7 separate regions of the Mus musculus genome follow, and regions 1, 2, 3, 4, 5 and 6 are each linked to region 7. A link is a contact called in public Hi-C, HiChIP or PLAC-seq and promoter capture Hi-C data. All regions are on one chromosome and are shown on one strand. Each heading gives the region's core, a stretch centred on a gene start, on an enhancer-like site or on the middle of the called end of the contact. The rest is flanking DNA. Distances are from core to core; before and after follow the strand shown. Region 1 holds the start of D5Ertd579e (DNA segment, Chr 5, ERATO Doi 579, expressed). Region 2 overlaps Tbc1d14 (TBC1 domain family, member 14). Region 3 holds the start of Lrpap1 (low density lipoprotein receptor-related protein associated protein 1). Region 4 holds the start of Tbc1d14 (TBC1 domain family, member 14). Region 5 holds the start of 2210406O10Rik (RIKEN cDNA 2210406O10 gene). Region 6 has its middle 30 kb from the start of 2210406O10Rik. Region 7 holds the start of Afap1 (actin filament associated protein 1).

Region 1 (3,068 bases), core at 239-2,738, 800 kb before region 7:
CTTTGACCTCCACAGGTGCCTGCCCACAATCACCCGAGGAACACATACACACAGATTATAGTCAACAGGATGGCTACAAAGTGGCTGTGTTATCTTTCCTTTCATATGTTTGCGATACTTTGTTACTCTTTTAAAACTGCCCTACTATCGATATGCCTTTACAGAAGGTACAGACTAGGAGACACTAATGTTATTATGGATGTATGTACCAAAAAATGTGTGCAAATTCTCCATATTTAGGGAAATGTTTCCCTGGTCTGTGCAAGCCTGGCTTCTGAGGTCCTGAAGATCCTGACACCATTTATGCCCACCTTCACTCTCAGATGACCCTGGATTTTCCACTCTCTCGCATGTTATATGAGTTTGCCTGGCTGCCCGCCCTGGAACAGGTAACCAAAAGATGTGTAGTAAATAAAACTGTGGCTTGTGACTCACCTCAAATGAACCCCGAGGCAACAAAAGGGGGAGCAAACTAAGGAAGGGTAAGACTTGGGTGAAGGAAAAGATCCCCGACAATAGAGCCAAAGGCCTGTGCTCAAATTCTGCCTCCATCCCGAGGCGTCACCCACTCCCCAGCCTGTTCCGGGTCTCTCCAGGAAGGCTTTACTTTGGGTTTCTCCGGGAGAGTGAAAAGATGTTTGTTGGAACAGTATGGATTCTATGAAAGGACAGTTCTTTTAGGTTCCTGACCTTGGCTTGCATACAAGAGTCCAGCCTACCTCAGCAGAAAAGTACTTCCAGTTCTCTGCTCCTCCCAGAAGCCTGAGCTGAGCTTGGGAACTCCGGGTCTCAGACTCTGAACCCAAGAACAGGGCCTGGTGCCTGGCGGTGCTCAATGAGTTTGATGAACTACATGCAGGTCACTCCCCTACGGGACCTGTTCTTGCCTTTGTATAGAAGGCACATCTCTGGCTTTTCTTCCTGGTACTTCTGACATCTACATCTGCTTTTCTGGAAGAGCCTAGGAGTCACATTTAGGGAAGGTGAGTAGGTGGGAAGAGGCTTTTGATTAAAAGGTTAGTGCACATTTTTGGCTCCCACTTCCGAATCTTCCAGAAGGTCTTTTATTTTTTGCCTACTTAATAATAACATAAAAAAGCCATGTCACTTTTTGTTTTTAATTGAAGTCTTTATGTTAAGCCGCCCACTCCAGCCATTCCAGGACATGGCGAAGAGGGGGCGCGGACAGGTGTAACGCGGGGGTTTGTGTTGGAAGGGCTCTGCAAAGCCGGGTCTCAGTGACCCAGCGGGAGGTCACCGACCCAGGAGCCCTCTCTCAGGGCCTGGTAAAGCTTCAAAGCCTCGGATCCTCAGGTCGGCCTCGTGGTGTCAGGATCTTCAGGACCCCAGAATCCAGTCCTGCGCGCCTGCTGCTCCCCCACCCACACAGCACGAGGGCGGAGCCCCGGCGCGCTGATGTAATCCCGGCGCCTGGGCGGAAGGATATGGAACGCGGCGTTGGCTGGCCGGGCGCTGAGGCTGTTGCCAGGTAACGCAGCGGAGCGGCTGCCGCGCGCCGCCTCCCGCCCTCCGCCGCCTGGCGCTGGGGCCGCCGCCGCTTTACGTAAGGCGCAGGCCAGGGCCGCCCGGCGCTCGGCAGCCGCCTGCAGCCCTCGGAGCGCAAGGAGAGGCGCCCACCCGGTAGCCTTGGCAGGTAGGCGGCGGCCGGGAGCGGGGCCGTGGCGGGTGGCGGGCCAGAGGGATGTCCGGCTCGAGGACCCCGCGGGCGGCGTGCGATGAGTGCGCACAATGGGCCGCGGCGGGCTGAGGCGGCCCGGCCTGAGGACAGCGGCCTCGCCTCGCCCCGCGCCCTCAGCTTTGTCCTTCGGCGGTCGGGGGCGGGCGCGGCGCGGTGAGTGGCGGGCACGCGGGCCTATGGCGCGGGGTCGAAGAAGGTGACGGCCGAGGGCAGAAGTGACAGGCCCCGGAGTCGCCGGCCTGCGCGCGCCACCGCCCGGACCCTCGCGGCCCGGCTTCCGGCCGGCGTCCCGGGAGCTCCCGGTGGACGCCGGGCCAGGGCTGAGCGCTTTGCGTAGAGGCCAGGACAGGGCGAGCAGTGGGGAGCAGACCCCGAACCTGGCAGCCCCTCCCTTCAGTGTTTGCCCTTCTGTAGACAAACCTTAAAGGTTTAACCAAGAAAAGTGAGATGGGGGATAAACGGGAGGGGGACATGCGACTCCGGAGTCATTTACTAAACGGGGTTCTTGGGTCTCATCACCTGCTTTGCCTTGTTGCCCAAGTAACTGACAATGCATTTTGCGTTTCTGGTTCTTGGCTTGCTAAGGAAACGGTAGGAGAGGCTTGCCGAGGAGCCGGGGACGTGCAGTTTGGATAACAGGTGATGCCATGGAAAAGCCTATGCAGTGAAAACCCCACGCAAGATTTCTGCCACCAGTATAGGACCCGTTGCATGACACTTTGTCGGTTTTAGAGACTTCAGATTTAAAAGAAGGGGAAAAATATCTGTCACTCTGCATTCTGAAGGTCAAATATTCGCCCGCAGATGTTTTGGGCTGAACCATTCTTAACTAGGTCTCAGGATCTTTATGACAAAAACCATTCTGGAACTGTGCATTTGAAATACCCATGGAGGCTTCTTGCAGTTGATACTTATTATTGTAGATTTAGTTGCTATTCTTGCCAACTGATGTACTTTTAAAACGTGTTCTTTCACAAGTTCATTTATATATCTCTATAATGTCCCTTTATCATATTTCCCCACTATCTTCTCTTAGACAAACATTGAATTATAATTATATATTAATGTGTGTGTTTGGGTGCATGTATATTTAACGCGTGGAGGCCAGTGATCAATATCAGATGTTTTTTATAATTGTTTTAAAAATATTTATTTGATGTGTATTGGTATTTTACCTGCATGTATATCTGTGTAAGGGTGTCAGATCCCCTGGAACTGGAGTTACATACAGTTGTGAGCCACTGTGCAGTTGCTAGGAATTGAACCCCGGTCCTGTGGAAGACCGGCCCGTGCTCTTGATCACGGAGCCATCTCTCCAGCCCTCAGGTGTTACTTTTGAGATAGGGTCTCACTAGGTAGATTAGGCTGG
Region 2 (2,806 bases), core at 259-2,758, 640 kb before region 7:
TAGACATATGGGCAGAAGGCATAATTCAGATAGGCAGTTAGTTCTCAGTGGGTTCTTTAAAAATGTGTTAGGTTAATGGTAAAGGTTAGTATTGCTTGGGTCTTTAACTGTATATAGAAGTAACATATTAGACAATCATGTACCAGGGAAAGGCAGTGGGTTCCTACTTGAAGTCATAAAATACTGATTCTAATCAGGTCATGGAAAATTGCACGTATCATTCAGCTCCTAGGCCAATCAGTGAACTCTGCAGAAAGATGACCAAAAGCATGATAGAGAGATTAAGATGGAATTACAAAATTCAGAAAACTCAAAATGAAGACAGAAAAGAGGAAACGGGAAAGAACAAATGACAAGTAAGGCGGTACTTAAACTTAGACAGACCATATCATGTTAGGTACAGATGGCCCCAACACCAGTGTTGTTAAAGAGGCTTGAAAAAAAATAACCCAATTCTGTTTTCTACATGGAACTTTTCAAATACAGAACATGTAAGAGAACACATGTTAGGATAGGACAGGAAGAGATAGGGCTGATGGTGTAGTTTAGTGGTAGTTTGTGCTTGGTGTGCATGGAGCCCTGGGTTCAGTCTTCAGCACTTCCCTTAAGGTAGATATTAATGTCATAAAAAGTAAGAACTGGCCGGGCAGTGGGTGCATGCCTTTGATCCCAGCACTTGGGAGGCAGAGGCAGGTGGATTTCTGAGTTCGAGGCCAGCCTGGTCTACAGAGTGAGTTCCAGGACAGCCAGGGCTACACAGAGAAACCCTGTCTCGAAAAACCAAACCAAAACAAACCAAAAAAAAAAAAAAAAAAAAAAAAAAAAAAAAGAAGAAAGAAAGAAAGAAAAGAGAAAGAAAAAGAAAAAAAGGAAAAAAGAAAAAGTAAGGACTGGGTTTCAAAGCCAGTTTCCAGAGATAAAATGGGCTCTTGCCTGATGAAGACCAGATAGCTCGGAAGGCTTTCTCTGCACTAGTGACTGTAGCAAATCCAAGCAGAGATGCAGAAAACTGGACCTGTTAACTTCACAAATGGAGAGTCAATGCCACTCTGCTCTGAGACACATGAGAAGAACCAGCTGCAGACAGAGCAAGCCAGGACCTGGAGGCGCTGAATGACCTGTGGAGACATTCCACCCTTCAGTGGTCGCCAATCCAAGTGCTTGTGGAGCACTCCCCAGGCAGATCATGTGTGGGACATAAAAGAAACTTTCAGTGGAAAAAGGACTGAAGTAAAATATGTTACTCATCACAGAGAAACAAAGCAGTAACAAATATTAAGAACTTCTCCCTAAATGTGGATGTTAAATAAGTAGCAAACTACTGAGCAAGCCACAGGAAACTCAGAAAATATTTTGACACAGTAAAAATACAACATACCAAAGCATGGAAGATGCAGGTTGGGTAGGAAATATATAACATTCAAGTGAAAGAAGGAAGGTCTCACATCAGTAAGCCGGGTTTCTATCTTAAGACTCTAAAAAGCAGAAGGAAACAAATGATACAAAGACATATGAATGAAATTAGAACTAGAAAGGGGAGTGTGTGAGAGCAGACTGGGCTCTTTGAATGTCCCCGTCCTGATCCACCTTAGCGGAACTGCCAAGGAAGAGAAACAACTCTTCTCTTCTCTTTTCTCTTCTCTTCTCTTCTCTTCTCTTCTCTTCTCTTCTCTTCTCTTTCTATTTTTAAAAAAAGATTTATCAATGTATATGAGTGCACTGTAGCTGACTTCAGACACACCAGAAGAGGGCATTGGATCCCATTACAGATGGTTGTGAGCCACCATGTGGTTGCTGGGAATTGAACTCAAGACCTTTGGAAGAACAGTCAGTGCTCTTAACCACTGAGCCATCTTGCCAGCCCCAGAAACACATTTTCAATGAAAGGGATGAGCAAAGGGGGTAGCACCTGGATCCTGTAGAACTGAGAGGGGAAATGGAATTCTTTGAATAACTCTCTACAGGAACTTATCATGTCAGATGAAATAGTCTTATTTCTTTGGCAATTAGAAATCACCAAAACTCGTCCAAGATATAAGATTTATCCTGCACTTTTTATGTTAAGACAGGAACATTACAGTTCAGTACTGTGGTGGTTTGAATGTGCAATATCCCCATGGGCTCACATGTTTGAAGACTTGGACACAGCTGCTGAGCTGTTTGGGAAGGTTGTGGAACCTTGAGGAGGAAGTGGATCCCCAGGTGGGCCTTGGGGTGCTGGGGTTCCATTTCACACTCACTCAGTGCTTCCTGTGTGTCAGTGCAGTGTCATTAGCTGGTCGTCTGCTCTTGTTCCGTGCTTTCCCCACCATGGTGGCCTCCATCCCTCTGCAACTGAGTCACAACAAACCCTTTCTCCTTATGTCGCTTTTGTCAGGGTATTTGACCACGGCAAGGAGAAAGATAAGACAGATACTGTCCAGGCCCACATGGTTTCACTGATAGTGTGTTGTTTTAAAACACTGCCAAATTTAGGAGGAAGAAGACATTTCCCAACTGCTCCTTGATGCTCCGGACACTGACCCCAGCCCAGTGTCCACGATCCTCAGATCTCACTATTAGCAGAGTGAACCCCAGACACTTGTTCAAGCCAACACTGAGGACTAGGTCATGTTTATCCTAGGAATCAAGGAGGGTGTGATGTGTGAAAACAACCACTGTCATCAGTTGTGTTATGACCTAAAGAAAACCACGTGGTCCTGTTGAGGCAGAAACAGTATTTGACAAAATCCAGTATTCATTTCTGATAAAAACTCAGCAAAGTAGAAACAAAACTTTTCACTTGGTAGAGGATGTTACAAAGACA
Region 3 (2,909 bases), core at 158-2,657, 790 kb after region 7:
CTAAACAACCAGACAAAGCCAAAATAACAACAAAAACCCCCAAACAAAAACAAAACCCTCTCTCCTATCTGAAAAGGAGACATTTTAGGCCGGGCAAAGTGGTGCACACCTTTAATCCCAGTATCTGGGAGGCAGAGGCATACAAATCTCTGAGTTTGAGGCTAGTTTGGTCTATATAGTGAATGCCAGGATAACCAGAGCTAACCAAACCAAACCAAAAATAGATCTCAGAAAACAGGTGCTAACGTCTGCAAACCACCAGGGTTCCAGATATACTGAACCCTTTTTGTGGAAACACAAAATACAGCTTAAAACTATTAAAAAAAGAAAAAAGCACCACTCCCCCCAAATATCCCCTACCCTTGTCCTCCATGTATCTCCCTATTGGAGACCCTTTCTGGTTGTACTGGTTAGTTTTGTGTCAACTTGACACAGCTGGAGTTATCACAGAGAAAGGAGCTTCAGTTGGGGAAATGCCTCCACAAGATCCAACTGTAAGGCATTTTCTCAATTAGTGATCAAGTGGGGAGGTCCCCTTGTGATTGGTACCATCTCTGGGCTGGCAGTCTTGGTTCTATAAGAGAGCAGGCTGAGCAAGCCAGGGGAAGCAAGCCAGTAAGGAACATCCCTCCATGGCCTCTGCTCGGCTCCTGCTTCCTGACCTGCTTGAGTTCCAGTCCTGACTTCCTTGGTGATGAACAGCAGCATGGAAGTGTAAGCCGAATAAACCCTTTCCTCCCTAACTTGCTTCTTGATCATGATGTTTGTGCAGGAATAGAAACCCTGACTAAGACACTGGTCATCCTTACCAGACGACTCTTCTGCCTGTCCCTCCTGGGCCCAAACTGCTGGTGCCTGTACCAGACTCCTGGGTTCCTCGAGCACCAGGTTGTCACCAGGCCAGGCCATGTCCCCAACAGGCTTGCTGGGCCTCACTATGTCCATTGGATTTTCTCCAGGGCTGCAGGTGCAGAGACTAGGCAAGTGCACAAAGCCTTCCAAACAGAAACCCCGGAGGGGAAGTGTCTGGGATGTGTCCCAAAGACGGAGCTGAGATAGCTGCTCCCGGGTTTAATGGCAAAATCATCTTCCGCCGCACTTCTTGTGTGATTACGAGGAGTGGGGCGGTGCATAAGTGCGCTTTCCCAGCTGCTTCTCCTTACAGCCCCGCTAGTGAGCTCTGAATTTTGCAGCCCCAGCGTGAAAATACCTTGGGATAATTGCTCTTTGCTGGTGTTGGGCAGGGCGGAGCCAGAGACCGAAAAGTGGGCAGTCATATGGGCGGGGCCTGGGGTGGGCGGGATCGGATTGAGAAGGGAGGCGGGGCCTCGCGGAGACCGGTTGATGGGCGGGGCTACAGATGGGCGGTCCTACAAGACCCAGTCCTGTCAGTCTGCTAGCGCTTCAGAGGAAGATGGCGCCTCGAAGAGAGAGGGTCTCTACGCTGCCCCGGCTCCAACTGCTAGTGCTGTTGTTGCTGCCGCTGATGCTTGTGCCCCAGCCCATAGCAGGCCATGGCGGCAAGTACTCGCGAGAGAAGAACGAGCCGGAGATGGCCGCCAAGCGCGAGTCCGGGGAGGAGTTCCGCATGGAGAAGCTGAACCAGCTATGGGAGAAGGCCAAGCGGGTGAGCGGGGCCAGGGAGACGCGCGGGGATGGGGGCGAGGTGCTGCGTGTGAGCGAAGGAGAGCAGGGCCCTGATTGAGAGGCCAACATAACCTCTGGGACGGGGAACGGCCTACCCTTTGTACAGCCCCCCTTTAAATGTCAGGTGGGCCATCTTGACCTCACTTGTAATAAGAGACCCATAGGCCCTAAAGGAACTTGGTGCTGGTGTCAAGGGCCTGTGGTTGCCTTTAGTGCAATTAGGGACCCTAAAGAATGAGTGACACCCACCCTTCCTAGCTGTGGACACCTCTGCCCAAAAAGCTAATTTTCCAAAGAGCCAATTCAGATGGAGGTAGAGGGGAGGGGGGGCACTTTCTACATGGGGCCAGACTTGGAAGTCTTTTCTTTATCTGTATTTACTCCAATGAAAGAAAAAAAAAAACGGTGCCCTGAGATAAGACTGTATGGAGATTGCAGAAGCCCCAGTTGCTAATGGAGCTGGTTAATTTGGGTAAAGCAGTTCCTTAGGGGATTGGAATTCCTTAGTATAGGTAAACACTACACCCTGTCTGGGGAATGCTGAAGTTAGATTTAGTAGCTATGCTAATCTCTCTTCCTTTTGAAATGGAGATATCCAGAGCCTGAGGGCTGGCCTGGAACTTGGGTCCCCTCCCAGATTACAGTCCTAGGCTAGGACTTGGGCTTTTGTTTAAGTATTCTTTCAGAGCCACACTATCTTCCTCTAGAGCTTGCAGAGGGTTGCCCTTTAGCCCTCCAGCTTAAACATTCCTGAGTTTGAGGGGAGAGTAAATAATTTGCAAACTAAGTGATTTTTTAAAATAAAACCGTGTAGAACTTTGGCCCTGGAGACTTTGGATGGAGAGGTAGTTGGGAGGTTGGCTTCTGGGGAAGGGGAGTGGTGCCTCACAGACAGCTTAGTGGCCAGCCAGTGTCTTTGAGAGACTGCTGCAAGAGGGGGACAAGTGTCCAGCCTGCAAAGGTTTAGGACAGCCCTGTGGCCTGGAAAAGCAGTTCAGCTTTCTGGGGGAAGGGTCCGGGAGCAGAGCTGGGAGTGGCTGTGTGAAGAGCATGGGAGCAGTGGGAACCATCTAGGGTAAAAGGCTGGCTGTCCCTGACCGCCATCTCCAGGGGTGTGCCCACGGGATGAGTGTGCTTCACCTGGGATTACCCAGTAAGATGAGGATGGGGCCACGAAGACATTAGCAGGTACCGTCGAAGACTGTTGGGGAAATGTGGTCTGCTGTCCGTAGATCCTGGGGTCTCTTTCACTCAGAAGGTGG
Region 4 (2,817 bases), core at 305-2,804, 690 kb before region 7:
TCTGGAGTCCCCCAGCCCAGCAGACACCCTACTTGGATGGGTCTCACGATGAAAGTCAATGCTGTCAGGCTCTCAGGTAGACCTTCTTCCTGTGCATTGAACAGGCACAGGGCTGGGCTTATTTAGCTGAAGGCTCTGGTGTGATGGACTGAGAACCTCATGGCCTCAGGTGGCTGGGTGGGACCCGACATTGTTTCCTTGTGAAACAGCACATGCCATGTGGAAGTTTAAAAGTTACAACACATGTGCAGACCCAAGACACTCAGATATGGCTCGACTCTTGGTCTGTTTCTTCTCTCCTCCCTACCCTCCTTGGAACTGAAGTCAGGCCACTGAGCTATCCCCCAACCTCTCTCTGTCTTCTTTCATCCCTGGGGACGGTGTGCATTTCATAGCTTTTGATATAGCCTTGGTCTTGTAAGCCCTTCCTCTGGACTGTGTTCAGATTTGTGAAAATATTTTAAAATATTTGAGAGAGTTGTACAGAGGTTGAACCATCACCTAATGTTTTGAAATGAATGTACAATTGAAACAAAAGTGGTGGTACATTCCTATAATCCCAGAACTGGGGAGGTAGACTCGGGAGGATCAGGAGTTCAAACTCATTGTTTTCTAGGTTGCAACTTTGAGGCTAGCACAAACAGAACTGTAACCAAGACAAATGGATTTCCTCCTGCTTGCTTCCAGGTACCTGCCAGGGCAGGGAAATTCCTCTTCCTGTAGGACTGTGATGGTTCCAGCCTCATGTGATGGTTCCTGGCTGAAATGCAGTCAGGTTTTAAAGGGGCTTGTTTGTGTTTGTAAATTTTCGGGGTCTGACAACTCCTAGAATAAACCCAAATCATCCCAAGTACCCTTTGTATGGATCCAACAAACACTCATGTCTCTGCTTTTTGAGGCTTAGGAAACGAGTGCAGGTGAGTTCAGGAAGGGAAATGCAGCACAATGACCTGGCCTGATAGAAGACATCCTCCATAGACATCTGGCTTAACTCTGCTCAGCTCTAGCTGACTTCTACCTCCTGAATTATACTTTTTCATAGATTGTGTCTCTGTAATTTTTGCTACTTAAAAAGGTAAAATGTGCATAAAGCCAGGTGTGGTGGCACACACCTTTAATACATAGGTGGATCTCTGTATCTCAGGCTAGAGAAAGATGCTGTCTAGTGAGGCCTCTTCTAGTTCCTAAGCGAGACCATCACACAACTTTCAAAACACACTGATGATGAACCCTGTCTTGTCACCTCCTGAGCCTGCTGGGCGTTGTATACTGAAATATTAAAGTGAAGACAAAAGTTGGCGAACTACAGCGCTAGGCACTAAGCGCAATGAAACAGTGATCAGAAAAGCCCGTTTGACAGGTGACAGGCTAAGGCTATACCGGGAGGGCATTCCAAGGTCAATGATCTGTAACCTGCGCTCACGTGTACCCCTAAATACTCCCGTGGGCTGTTAAGACTCCCCCAGCTGCTGGACAGGGGCGTCCCATCGATGCGCTCCGCCGCTCGGCTCCCCACGCCTGGATCAGCCCCATGCGCTGCTTTCCCCCTCCCTCCCACTTCCCACTTCCAAGATGGCCGCGGGCGGAGCCGACCAGGTAAGGGGCCTCCGCCAGGCGTCTGCGGTGCCGGTATGGACACTGTGACTCTCTCGGAACTTTCCTTGCAGCCCTTCCTGGGCCTGAGGACAGAAAAGGGCCAGGGACACAACTCCCGAAACCCAGGACGGATACTTGGCAGGCCGGAGGAGCAGCGGTAGTAAATAGCAGGCTCCTAAGCTCTACGGAGCTGCGGCGGGGGGCGAGAGCCCTGGCGGAAGAGCAGTGGAAGCTTAGCGGGGGCGTGGCTAGGGAGCGTGAGGGCGGCGATAGGGAGCGCGGGGCGTGGTAACGCTCCTGTCCCCCGGAGTGTGACTAGGGACGAGCGTGGGGTGTGGCTAGTGAGCTCTCGGGGGCGTGGCTCTGGAGTGCGGGGCGTGGCGGTACGCCTGAGGCCCTGGGAGCGAGCGATTTGCGTTGGGTGTTGGGCTAAAGAGGCTCAGCGGAAGGGAAGAGAAGCAGCCTTGTGGGGGCGTGGCTGCGTGGCGTGGGCGTGGCGGGGGTGGGGTCTGGCGCTGGCTGCTTTTAGCCGCGGGCGGCCGGCAAGCACCTGCTGAGGCTGGGCATCTGCGGAGTCTACGCTCTTAGCCCAGCGAGTTGCGGGCCCCACGGGGCCTGGGCTGCGGGCCACGGGCCGGGGAGATGGCGTTGGAGCTGCGGTAGCTCGGGTACTGAGGGGGCTCTGCAGGGTCAAGCTGAGAGGTTGCGGATGGCTGACCGCTGCCACCTGCTGCTGCGTCGGCCAGGCAGGGAGGTCTGAGAGGGCGGCTGGGAGGGCTGGGGTCCGGCTGACGTGCGACTGCCCTCGGCCAGCGCTTGTCGCGACGTGCGCCTTTTCCAGAACTTGGTGAAAAGTTTTCTCCTCAGATGTGGTGCTGCGAGCTGTAGAGGTGTCTGCTCTGTGCGCCCTGAGCCAGCGTCCTCAGACCCCTGTCCTGTTCACATCTCTGCCTTTACTCCTTTTCAGACCCTGAGGTATTCAGATCTCTGTCCTTCTCAAACCCCTCTCCTGTTCAGATCCTGGTGCTCCTCAGACCCCTGGCCTCTTCAGATATGGTCCTCAGACCCCTGATGTGTCTCGGATCTCCATCCCCCTAAGACGTTTTTTCCCAAATCTTGCTAAAGTTTTCTCAGACCGGAGGCTACGATTGGCTCGTCCAACTTTCACGGGGCTGTGGGCTACCAACCGAGTTTGCTCTGAGGATCTGAGCCTGTATCTTC
Region 5 (2,723 bases), core at 136-2,635, 570 kb before region 7:
ACTTCCTACTAGAGCATCTTTCTTCAAAACCACAATTTCAGAGATAGACATGAACCAAGCTGGGGGATGGGACAGGGCCGGATGGGATGGGAAATGGGGGTTCTTTCCTGTCAACTCTAAACAGAGCACCACAAATAGGAAGTGCTTCCCCCGGAATACTTCAGACTCCTCCCTGCTTTGCACAACATAGACCTGTTTTCATCTTTTAGTCACAAGTACGAGATCATCCGCCTGCTCACTCTCACCCGCTGAAAAGGCCAGCTCCCGTTCACTCCGTTTCCATAAGACTCAGGCAAAGTCTCTCTTTTTTTAATCAACCAAAAACTTGGTCCTAGCAGGGAACAAGCTAAAGATACTGAGCCTAACTTTGGAGATGCGACTCAAAAACCTGAAGCCACGGGTAAAAGTAAAGATGGCAAAAATGGGCATTGTCTAAATAAACTGCACACACACTGGCTTTCTTGCTCCTTGGACCTCACATTCCGCGGAGGGCAAAAGTGGGGGAAGGAATGTGAGTGGAAAAAGCCCACAAACCAGGCAGTACACATCCTGGACTGGATTAGGGATTAGCAACCCCAGCCCCTGGTCGGGCGGGCTTCTGCCTGGCTGCCTGACCTTGGGCAAGTCTCCCGCTTCTAAGCTTGACTTTTGCAATTCCAGGAGGGGTGGTGCCCCTATGCCCGAGAGAGTGCCGTGTGTCACCAGACAAACAAATGGCGGAGCCTTCCACCTGACGCATCACCCAGATCCCCGCATTTACGCCCCAGCGTCCCCACTTCTCGTCTCTTGAGCCCAGTTCGCGCAGTGCCGCACAGTAAACACCAGGACAGCCGCGCGTTGAGAACAGGCACAGGGACTCGATGGTGAGGATGTGACTTCAGGGTGCACGGGCACCGCCTGCGGGGACCAGTCCTGCCGCTAAACCCCCCACCAGAGCTCTCGGCCGTGAGTGAGGCCGACGCAGAGGAGTGAAGCTCTCTTACCTGAACGACAGTGCCAAAGCCGGGAGGCTGCGGCGCGCCAGCCTCACACACCGAGCCGCCATGACTGCCCCCGAGGTCGCGTCACTGCGCCCACACTGAGCATGCGCGGACGCCCCTTACACCGGTTTTCCCACCTACTGCTGCTTTTTAGCTAATCCGTGACCGCTGTTGTTCTGATGGACAGACCATTTCCACCAATAATTACGAGTCATGACGGAATTCTGTTTCCTCCTTCTCCGGTGGGCGGAGACTGAGGCTTCTGGGAGCCCCGGAAGGTGAGGAGGTGAAAGGTGAGGTGGGAGGAGTGGAGGAAAATGGAGCTTCTGTGGGCGTGGTCGCGCCAGGGGACAGCCAATGAAGAGGAAGAGCGTCAGGGCGGGCAGAAGGCGGCGAGCGCTAGGCGGGGACCCGGGAACTCGTGCCAAGTGACTGGTGCTCGCTTTAGGCTCCTGCTACCTTCTGCGGGCGGAACGTGGGTGTCCCGGGAAGGGACGGACCCCATCTCTACTATGCCGCAAGCGCGTTGTGTCAACAGGCTGGCTGTGGACGGCCCGATGAGCGTTACTTGATTTTGTACTTTCGGCCACCTCCAATTTTCTCAGAACGCAACATAAGAAAAAAAAAAACTAACAGCAGTGTGTGCAGGAGAGCTTCGAAAATATGGGTGCTGATGTTTGGTCACTGCTATGGGGGAGGTCGCAGAGCTGAGAGTTGTCGGAGGACGTTTTCTGTCCTGTCTAGGTATGTGCAGCTTCTTCCTTCCTCCCCCCGGCTCCCGCAAATCTCGAGACAGAACGCTTCGTCCGTGGACTACGGCTTGTGTGTGCTCTCGGCGGATCTCTTGAGTTCTAGGCCAGCCTGGTCTACAGAGTGAGTTCCAGGTCAGCCAGAGCTACACAGAGAAATTTTGTCTCGTAAAACAAACCAAACCAAACCAACCAAACAAACAAACAAAAAAGGGACCAAAATTCTATTATTTAATTTCGCTCTTTTAAAAATCATTTCCCCAGCACATGCTGCCTTTTGCCCGCCGTGGGCGTGGGGCAGAGCATGTCCACACAAAAAGCACAGCTCTCACCTCATAGGAAATAAGTTTATTCTGGAGTCATTTATGAGTGACTGGCCCAGAAACAGTTTTAGGACACCTGTGTTCCAACGTGAAAACAGTTTCAGGACGTTTGCATAGTAGCAGAACAAAGAAAGCCACAACTCAAGACATAAAATATATTAGTGAAAACATTAAGTAGGTGATTATAGCAAACGGGAATCTCAGCTGTAGTCCGCAGATGCTATTTGATAGCAAGCTTAGCCCTTTGGTGGAGATTAGAGTTTTGTTACTGTGTTACCAAGATTTTAATCGTCTTTTCCTGCTGTTAGGTCTGACACTGAGTGGGGCAGGGAATCTATTTAATGAACTAAAGATAGCCCAAGATAAATTGTAACTAGGCTCTGCACCTGCAAGGTTCAGCATCTCCAGTCATTGAGGCTTTAATCCGTCAATTGGCCTTTGCAGACAGTTTCTTTCCAGGAATCCTGGTTCACTGGTGTTTTGTAGGACAAGTGACCTGATTTGTTAATTCATTAGGGCTGGGGTCGAGTAAGAGGAGAAGGGATACTTAGAGCACCAATGAAATCAAGAGACATAATTGGATTGAGTCTATGGCACTTGGTTGTGATGGAACAAACCAACCGTGAAAAGGGCAGGGGACTGGAGTGGGACGGGTATCAGATGGTTATTCA
Region 6 (3,055 bases), core at 401-2,900, 540 kb before region 7:
ATACACACTCATACATACACTCACACAAACATAAACTCATATACATTCACACACATTCACACATACTTGCATATATATACACACACATACACACATAAATGCACACAGTCACACACACATGCACAGATACACACATCCTTCCCAATGTCATTCCCTCAGCATGACCTCCTCGTGCTCTACAGTGAAGTAGAATTGTTATTAATTGACCTCAAGGTCATGGCTCTACTGCCTGCTGACCCTGCCTCTCCACTGTCTTTCATGCAGAATAGTCTGCACCCTGAACATCCTCCATGCCCTGCCCAGAATTCCTTTTGTTACAAGCATTTATGGAGTGCTGTGGACAGGCCTTGTGGATGACATTCTAAAATCCCATAGCGAGGGACTCAAGATAGATCCTCTTTGCTGCTCTGGCTGGATGTGAAACACAGCTCCTGTCCTTCCTCTGGGGCTCAACCCAAGAGCCATCCCAGTCACTACAGCTCTCCTCCCTGTCTCCTTGGTGAGGGGCAGCCTGTGGCTTGGAGAAGAACCAGATAGCCAGGGTTTGGGTCCAGGTTGAGACTGACAGCTGCAGGAGTAGGAACAAGGCCAGTCAGTGTCCCTGGGTGTCACTGCCAGCATCCAATGCTCAGAGCAGCGCTCACTCACCAGTGCCTCACCTTCGCTGCCTCCCATTGAGCTTGGGACCTTCTCTGCAGGCACCTGCACAAGCAGAGCCTAACGGGTATGGGATGGCCCACTAGGCTGGCATGGAGAATGCACCCTGGCCCCCTTGGAGAGTCCCACATCACTTCCTTGGCTCTGCGGCACTCAAAGACTGACATTGCAGGCAGTGGCAATGGGTTCAATGCCAAGCTGAGGGGCCCAGGGCTGACTCTGGGTGGGCATGTAAAGCCAGGAATGCTTGAGAGTATGGTCTTACCTTAGTTTTCACATGACAAAGAGCAGGCTACAGAGTTGAGCAAAATGAACGGGGACCTCTCAACCAGTGGGGCTCCCCAGGTAGATATTTTGGGAGAAAGCTAGTGCAGAAACACAGGGATGGGGTTTGCGACCTCCCAACCCCAAACACAGGGTCTGGTTATACCTGCCTTCCCACCTTAGCACAAAGCCTACAACGGTCTTTGTGCACTGGCTTGTGCAGCCGGTCCCCTGGGGGCCAATGCAGCTGGCATTGATTGACAGCCCTAGGAGACAGTCTGCAGTCAGTCTGAACCAACACAGGACTTCATTTGAAATTCAAATTCTGCTAAACAGAAAATTAATATGAATCTCATGTTTTTCTTTTCGCAGGCCCAGCTGTGCCTCTGCCAGCCAGCGTGGCTGCCGCACGCAGTCCTGTTGTCCCCAGCACAGCCTGTGCTCCCTCTAAGTGAGGAGGAAAGGTCTCCCCTCTGTGTTCTCATTCTGTAGGTAAGACATCAGGACCCCGATACAGCCAGCCTCAACCCAGAACCCCAACACAGACGACTTACCCAGAGAAGGTACAGAAGATGGACTTAGAGGCAGACTCCTGGGGTTGCTTAGCAAGAGGCCTGGGAGAGCTGCCTGGGTGGAGCCCCTGGGATTGCTCACCTGGTCTGCTCTGAGGACAGAGGGGAGCTGGGAGGAGTTTGCCAGGCCTGACAGCAGAGCTGGGGAATCCACTGGACCATTGCAGAAGGCAGGAACCTCCTTTTTGCCATAGACTTACAGTTCTCATGGGGGCATGTCCTGCTATCCCTCACCTCTCCTTATGCCCGTGCGACAAGATCATGACCAGGTTTCCACTTCTGGTCTAATCTCCTCTCCACTCAGCCCTTTCCAGATCATCCAAGTCTCTCTCTCTCTCTCTCTCTCTCTCTCTCTCTCTCTCTCTCTCTCTCTCTCACACACACACACACACACACACACACACACACACACACACACACTCTGCCCCTGTATTCAGGAACCCTTAGTGTCTCTCTCTGTCCCCGGAGCAGCTAGAGGACATTTTAGTGGTGAGCATGAGCTGTGGCTTCAAATCTTGACTCAGTCACTTCATTAGCAGTCACTCTGGTGAGTGTCACAGCCACTTTGAACTTGTTTCCTAGTCAATGAAGTGGGGATTGGAGCCCTTGCCTTGCAGCAGTTTGGGGGTTGGGTGTGGCGGTATATGGGAGGCAGGTGAGAACTGGTTGGAAAAGTGTCTATCTGCCTTGAGGGCTCTGGGGGCAAGGATTAGGGACAGAGCCTCCTTCTGTGTTTGTCTCCAGTGAAGCCCCATGCCTGCACAGAGCAGTGCTCATTGCTGAGTAGGTGTCAGGTCAGTGATGTCTGTCAGAATCCCTTCTTACTGTCATTTACCTGTAGGGGACAGAACAGGATTGCATAGTGTCTGGGTGTGGGCACAGCTATTAGGGTTGCTGGGACTTCTAGAATAGTGTAAGATCTAGCTAGCTTGTGGACTTCTTGCCTTGGTCCTTGATAGATAGAAGCTTCTAACGTTTCCACCAAGTGATCATGTGGGTCGGTGCTAGCATCTGTGTGCTCCCTTTGGATGTGAGCATCCTTGCATTCTGAGGATGCTTGGACATCAGGCACTTGTACAAAGCTGAGTTCTGCTTGCTGGAGCCTTTGTCCATGTGTGAGTTGGGCTATGCTTTGCCGTTCTATTAATATTGGCTATGATATGGTTGCAATTTGTTCCCCAGTGACTTACCTTACTTGCTGGGAGCTCACTCCTCAGTGTGGTGACCATTAAGAGGATCCAACTGTGGCAGGATGTTCACTGGGGGTGTTCTCCTGGAAGAGATGAATGTAGTTCTGATGGGCCCTTGAAAGAAGGCCAGCCCCTCTCTGTTCTCTGGCTCTCTGTTCCACTATGAACACTCTCTTTCCTGCACAAGCACCTGCCATGTTCCATCTACTATGAGGTTGCCACCAGAAGTCAAAGCCACTTAACCTTGGGCTTTCCTAAACAAACCTTCTTTGCTTATGTCTAATTTAGCCAGGGGCATTTTGTTATAGCAACAGAAAACAGATGGATCCAAAGTTATACCAGTGTTCTAGAGTGGGAAATAGTTGCAACAGG
Region 7 (2,858 bases), core at 280-2,779:
GGAAGAAATCAAGAAGCTGAGGGCAGAGAGGCTCTGCTCCCTCCAATCAGCACCGGCCTCTGGGTCGCCAGGCCTAAGTCAGGAGTAAGAAACTCCATGGCTGGACTTGCAGCTTCCAGCACAGTGACAGCCCCACGCTCCCCAGAGACCCGCAGGGTGAGGGGCACGTTCTCAGACGGGCTACTCCAGAGCCCGTGTAGCGCCCCCCACCCCGCCCGCTCCCCGCTTCAACTCACTGAATAAAGACAATACCAAAGTCCGGTCCACACCACCTTAGGCTAACTGCGCCCAGCACGCACAGGGCTTCGCTCACCTCACCGAAACTCCAGTGCCCAATGCACACCCAAAGCGGGGGCCAGGACTGAATGGGCAAAGCCTGGGTCGACAAGCCATGGGACACAGGACCAGGATCCCATGCGCGCGTGTCCACGCTGTCACCTTCACTGACACACGAAATCGTACCAATACAGGGACAGAAACAGCCTTTCCACCCGCCAAGCCTCCCCACACACTTAAGTCCACGTAGTTACCTCCGGAGCCATCCACACCACATAGGGAAACAGGAAGGCTCCCTCACACAAGGGTCCCCCAACCCCCGGTCCCTCTTGGTGACAATCAACTAGCTACACCCAAGAAGGAGGGCCGGAAAAGAGCCCACTCGTGGGGTGGCCAGGACCTGGAGGTGCAGAGCCCTCTGTGCCACCCGGCGGCGAGACAATGCCAGGGCGCACAGACTCCTGAGTGCTCGGGTCCATCCAGGCCAGCCCTCTCGGTGTTCCTGTCCCTCTAGAGGAGAAGGCAGCTGCCACCAACCGGGCAGCACACTCTCCGACCCATTTCAGCCGACTGCCAAGCCGGGAACCCCAGTTCAGCCTTAGCGATCGTCCTGCAAGTCCAAATATGCGGTCTGTCCTTTAGGTCTCGGATGACCGGATCTTCGAACAGTTCTTGGAAAACCATCCCAGCCCGCTGACCCTGCCCAGCCCTGTCTGGGGACCCTGAAGGGCCTCGGGGACCCTACCTGGCCCTGGGGACTCTGACCTCCAGGGATCCAACTTAGCCCTGGAGACCCCGTCCACCCCTGTATAGGGACCATGCCCTGTCCGGAGACGCTGCCCTGTCAGGAGTCCCTGGTCAGTCCTGTCTAACACCCTGAAGGGCCTCGATGACCCTACCCGGCCCTGGAGATCCTGCCCAGCCTTGTCTGGGGACCCTGCCCGGCCCAGGGCATCCAGCTTGGGGACCTTGCCCGAGGACATCGTGGGACACCTGGCCCCGCTACGGGTTCAAAGTCGCCGCCGCCTCACCTCAGGATTCAGTGGCTCGTGAGCACTGGACGGCCGAGAGGAGCGCAGCCCGCGGAGCGCCCGCTGCCTCAACAATGGAGCCCGGGGCGGGGCCCTGCGCAGCTCAGCGATCTCTCAGTCGGGACCTGGAGCCCAGACACCGCCGGTGCGAGCTGTGGCCGGAGGATTCTGCGCAGGCGCGACAGGCCCCGCCTGCCTCCATAGCCCCGCCCCCTGAACAGCAAGAACCCGCCCTCTAGCCAATGGTTAGGGAGTTGGGCGGAGGGGGCGGGGCCAGGAGGAACAAAGAGAGGCTGGGCGGGGCCGTGGGTCCGAGCCGGCACCCGGGACTCTGCGCTGATCTGATTTCGCTTCGGGCTCAGCGCCCACGTGGACTAAGCTCAGTGGTACTCGGTGCTCACCCCAAAGCTAGAATTGGTTCTAAAGGAAAACTGATGGTTCTTGCCATCCGAATTGCGATCCTCATAGCCTTGTCCGTCTTCTGGTCGAAGGGTGTTGGTATCATTAAGGGTGGAAAGAAAGAGAAAACTCCCTTTAGGTGCTGTGCCAAGCAGATCCATTTCGCTGTCCTACTTCAGGATCCAATTATTAATCTCATCCCTTTCCTGCTCAGAGCCTTGTTTTTGTTTTTTGTTTTTCCATTCCCCCACCAGGCATGACTCCTATCTACCTACTACCATTTCCATTTATCCATATCTCAATTATCTTTAAAATTCGCCCAAGCCTTAGAGGACTGTTCTGGAATGTATCTCTACAACATTCGTGGATTTCCCTCTATTTCACAACCTGTCCCTCTTCTCCAAGACTTCCCTTCTGCCTCTGACGAGAGCCTTTGTGATCATGGCTGGAGACAGCATGCTTCTCTTGGGATGGATACCCTCATCAGAAGCCCTATCCACATACATGATCACTGCAGGATCCAATCCAGTCAGCAGTGATCACCAGACCTCAGTTGGACTCCCCCCAAATTACAAATAGCTTACTTCCAGAGACAGGCCAGCCTGCCGCTCCTCAGTGAGTCCTGGAGTCCATGCAGAGCCTCAATCCTCCTGTCTGACTCCCCAAGCCAACAGATGATCTGCTTGCCCAGGCACTGGGGCCTCTTGGTACAGCCCCTTATTCGAGAAGAGCTATTCTTGGGAATGGGTTTGATTGGTGTGGTTAGTGTTAATTGTTAACTTGTTGTGAAGGATTACCTCATCGCTGAGCATGCATGTACAAAGTAGTTACCTAGATTTGGTTGAGGTGGGAAGACTAACACTGAAGGTGGGTAGCACTTGTCACTGGGCTCAAGTCCTGGTCTGTTTTAAAAGGAGCCATCTAGTTGAGTTCAGGTATTAATTGGCCTCAGCTTCTTGAAGGTGAGTGTGGTAGGACCAGCAGCCTTCAGCTCCTGACACTGTGACTTCCTTACAGTCAAGGACTGGACCACAGCTGGAGAGCCGTGGGCCAACAGAAACCGTTCTTTCCTAACTTGCTTTTGTCCAGGTATTATCAGGACAACAGAAAAGCGAGACATTCTGGGACACCGTCCTGCTGTACGAGCTGTGC

What was found. Promoter capture Hi-C pulls out the DNA fragments that hold promoters and counts their contacts. Hi-C and Micro-C count contacts between places; a contact is called where the count stands out from the background. HiChIP or PLAC-seq counts read pairs in DNA pulled down with a chosen protein or histone mark. Capture Hi-C pulls out chosen DNA fragments and counts their contacts.
Region 1: a contact with region 7 is called in a promoter capture Hi-C map of adipose tissue, with 3 times the contacts expected there. The contact joins the promoter of D5Ertd579e here to the promoter of Afap1 in region 7. A contact is called at or near these places in 2 of 39 promoter capture datasets (hippocampal neurons and pre-B cells), 3 of 115 datasets of contacts at active chromatin or transcription factors (astrocytes, embryonic stem cells and large pre-B cells) and 1 of 9 other capture datasets (adipose tissue).
Region 2: a contact with region 7 is called in a promoter capture Hi-C map of pre-B cells, with 4 times the contacts expected there. The contact joins the enhancer-like site here to the promoter of Afap1 in region 7. A contact is called at or near these places in 3 of 39 promoter capture datasets (cranial neural crest, hippocampal neurons and pre-B cells), 1 of 484 Hi-C or Micro-C datasets (nephron progenitors) and 3 of 115 datasets of contacts at active chromatin or transcription factors (embryonic limb bud, embryonic stem cells and pancreatic cancer cells).
Region 3: a promoter capture Hi-C map of adipose tissue shows a contact between it and region 7, with 2.4 times the contacts expected there. The contact joins the promoter of Lrpap1 here to the promoter of Afap1 in region 7. A contact is called at or near these places in 1 of 484 Hi-C or Micro-C datasets (CD4 T cells), 1 of 115 datasets of contacts at active chromatin or transcription factors (embryonic stem cells) and 1 of 9 other capture datasets (adipose tissue).
Region 4: a Hi-C map of pro-B cells shows a contact between it and region 7, with 2.5 times the contacts expected there. The contact joins the promoter of Tbc1d14 here to the promoter of Afap1 in region 7. A contact is called at or near these places in 4 of 39 promoter capture datasets (cranial neural crest, hippocampal neurons, liver and 1 more), 1 of 15 datasets of contacts at CTCF or cohesin (large pre-B cells), 6 of 484 Hi-C or Micro-C datasets (CD4 T cells, CD8 T cells, embryonic stem cells and 3 more), 4 of 115 datasets of contacts at active chromatin or transcription factors (astrocytes, embryonic stem cells, large pre-B cells and 1 more) and 1 of 9 other capture datasets (pancreatic islet).
Region 5: a promoter capture Hi-C map of pre-B cells shows a contact between it and region 7. The contact joins the promoter of 2210406O10Rik here to the promoter of Afap1 in region 7. A contact is called at or near these places in 10 of 39 promoter capture datasets (the C10 cell line, cranial neural crest, embryonic stem cells and 5 more), 13 of 484 Hi-C or Micro-C datasets (CD4 T cells, CD8 T cells, the N1E-115 cell line and 8 more), 11 of 115 datasets of contacts at active chromatin or transcription factors (the NIH/3T3 cell line, craniofacial prominence, differentiating embryonic stem cells and 6 more) and 1 of 9 other capture datasets (liver).
Region 6: a contact with region 7 is called in an H3K27ac HiChIP or PLAC-seq map of large pre-B cells, with 2.8 times the contacts expected there. The contact joins the enhancer-like site here to the promoter of Afap1 in region 7. A contact is called at or near these places in 2 of 39 promoter capture datasets (the C10 cell line and hippocampal neurons), 2 of 115 datasets of contacts at active chromatin or transcription factors (embryonic hindbrain and large pre-B cells) and 1 of 9 other capture datasets (embryonic stem cells).

Annotation. Positions count from the first base shown.
Region 1 is chr5:36,694,441-36,697,508 of GRCm38.p6, reverse strand. It overlaps D5Ertd579e (DNA segment, Chr 5, ERATO Doi 579, expressed), which reads left to right and starts at 1,488. Exons shown (of 9, transcript NM_001081232.3): 1 at 1,488-1,654.
Region 2 is chr5:36,534,268-36,537,073 of GRCm38.p6, reverse strand. All of the region lies in intron 3 of Tbc1d14 (TBC1 domain family, member 14), which reads left to right. Among named protein-coding and RNA genes, the nearest start is that of Gm32528, 23 kb to the right of the region's middle. Within about 2 kb of position 1,508, at least 20 of the 459 cell types and tissues checked have an H3K27ac peak or open chromatin away from gene starts, as enhancers often do. A contact at or near this core is called in nephron progenitors and pre-B cells, where this site is marked.
Region 3 is chr5:35,104,197-35,107,105 of GRCm38.p6, reverse strand. It overlaps Lrpap1 (low density lipoprotein receptor-related protein associated protein 1), which reads left to right and starts at 1,407. Exons shown (of 8, transcript NM_013587.3): 1 at 1,407-1,627. The coding sequence starts at 1,415.
Region 4 is chr5:36,581,134-36,583,950 of GRCm38.p6, reverse strand. Tbc1d14 (TBC1 domain family, member 14) reads left to right here and starts at 1,554. Exons shown (of 14, transcript NM_133910.3): 1 at 1,554-1,596.
Region 5 is chr5:36,463,516-36,466,238 of GRCm38.p6, reverse strand. It overlaps 2210406O10Rik (RIKEN cDNA 2210406O10 gene), which reads left to right and starts at 1,385. Exons shown (of 3, transcript NR_126488.1): 1 at 1,385-1,724. It overlaps Grpel1 (GrpE-like 1, mitochondrial), which reads right to left and starts at 1,054. Exons shown (of 4, transcript NM_024478.2): 1 at 984-1,054. The coding sequence starts at 1,045.
Region 6 is chr5:36,432,901-36,435,955 of GRCm38.p6, reverse strand. No RefSeq gene overlaps it. Among named protein-coding and RNA genes, the nearest start is that of 2210406O10Rik, 30 kb to the left of the region's middle. Within about 2 kb of position 1,650, at least 15 of the 459 cell types and tissues checked have an H3K27ac peak or open chromatin away from gene starts, as enhancers often do.
Region 7 is chr5:35,891,990-35,894,847 of GRCm38.p6, reverse strand. It overlaps Afap1 (actin filament associated protein 1), which reads right to left and starts at 1,529. Exons shown (of 17, transcript NM_027373.2): 1 at 1,308-1,529.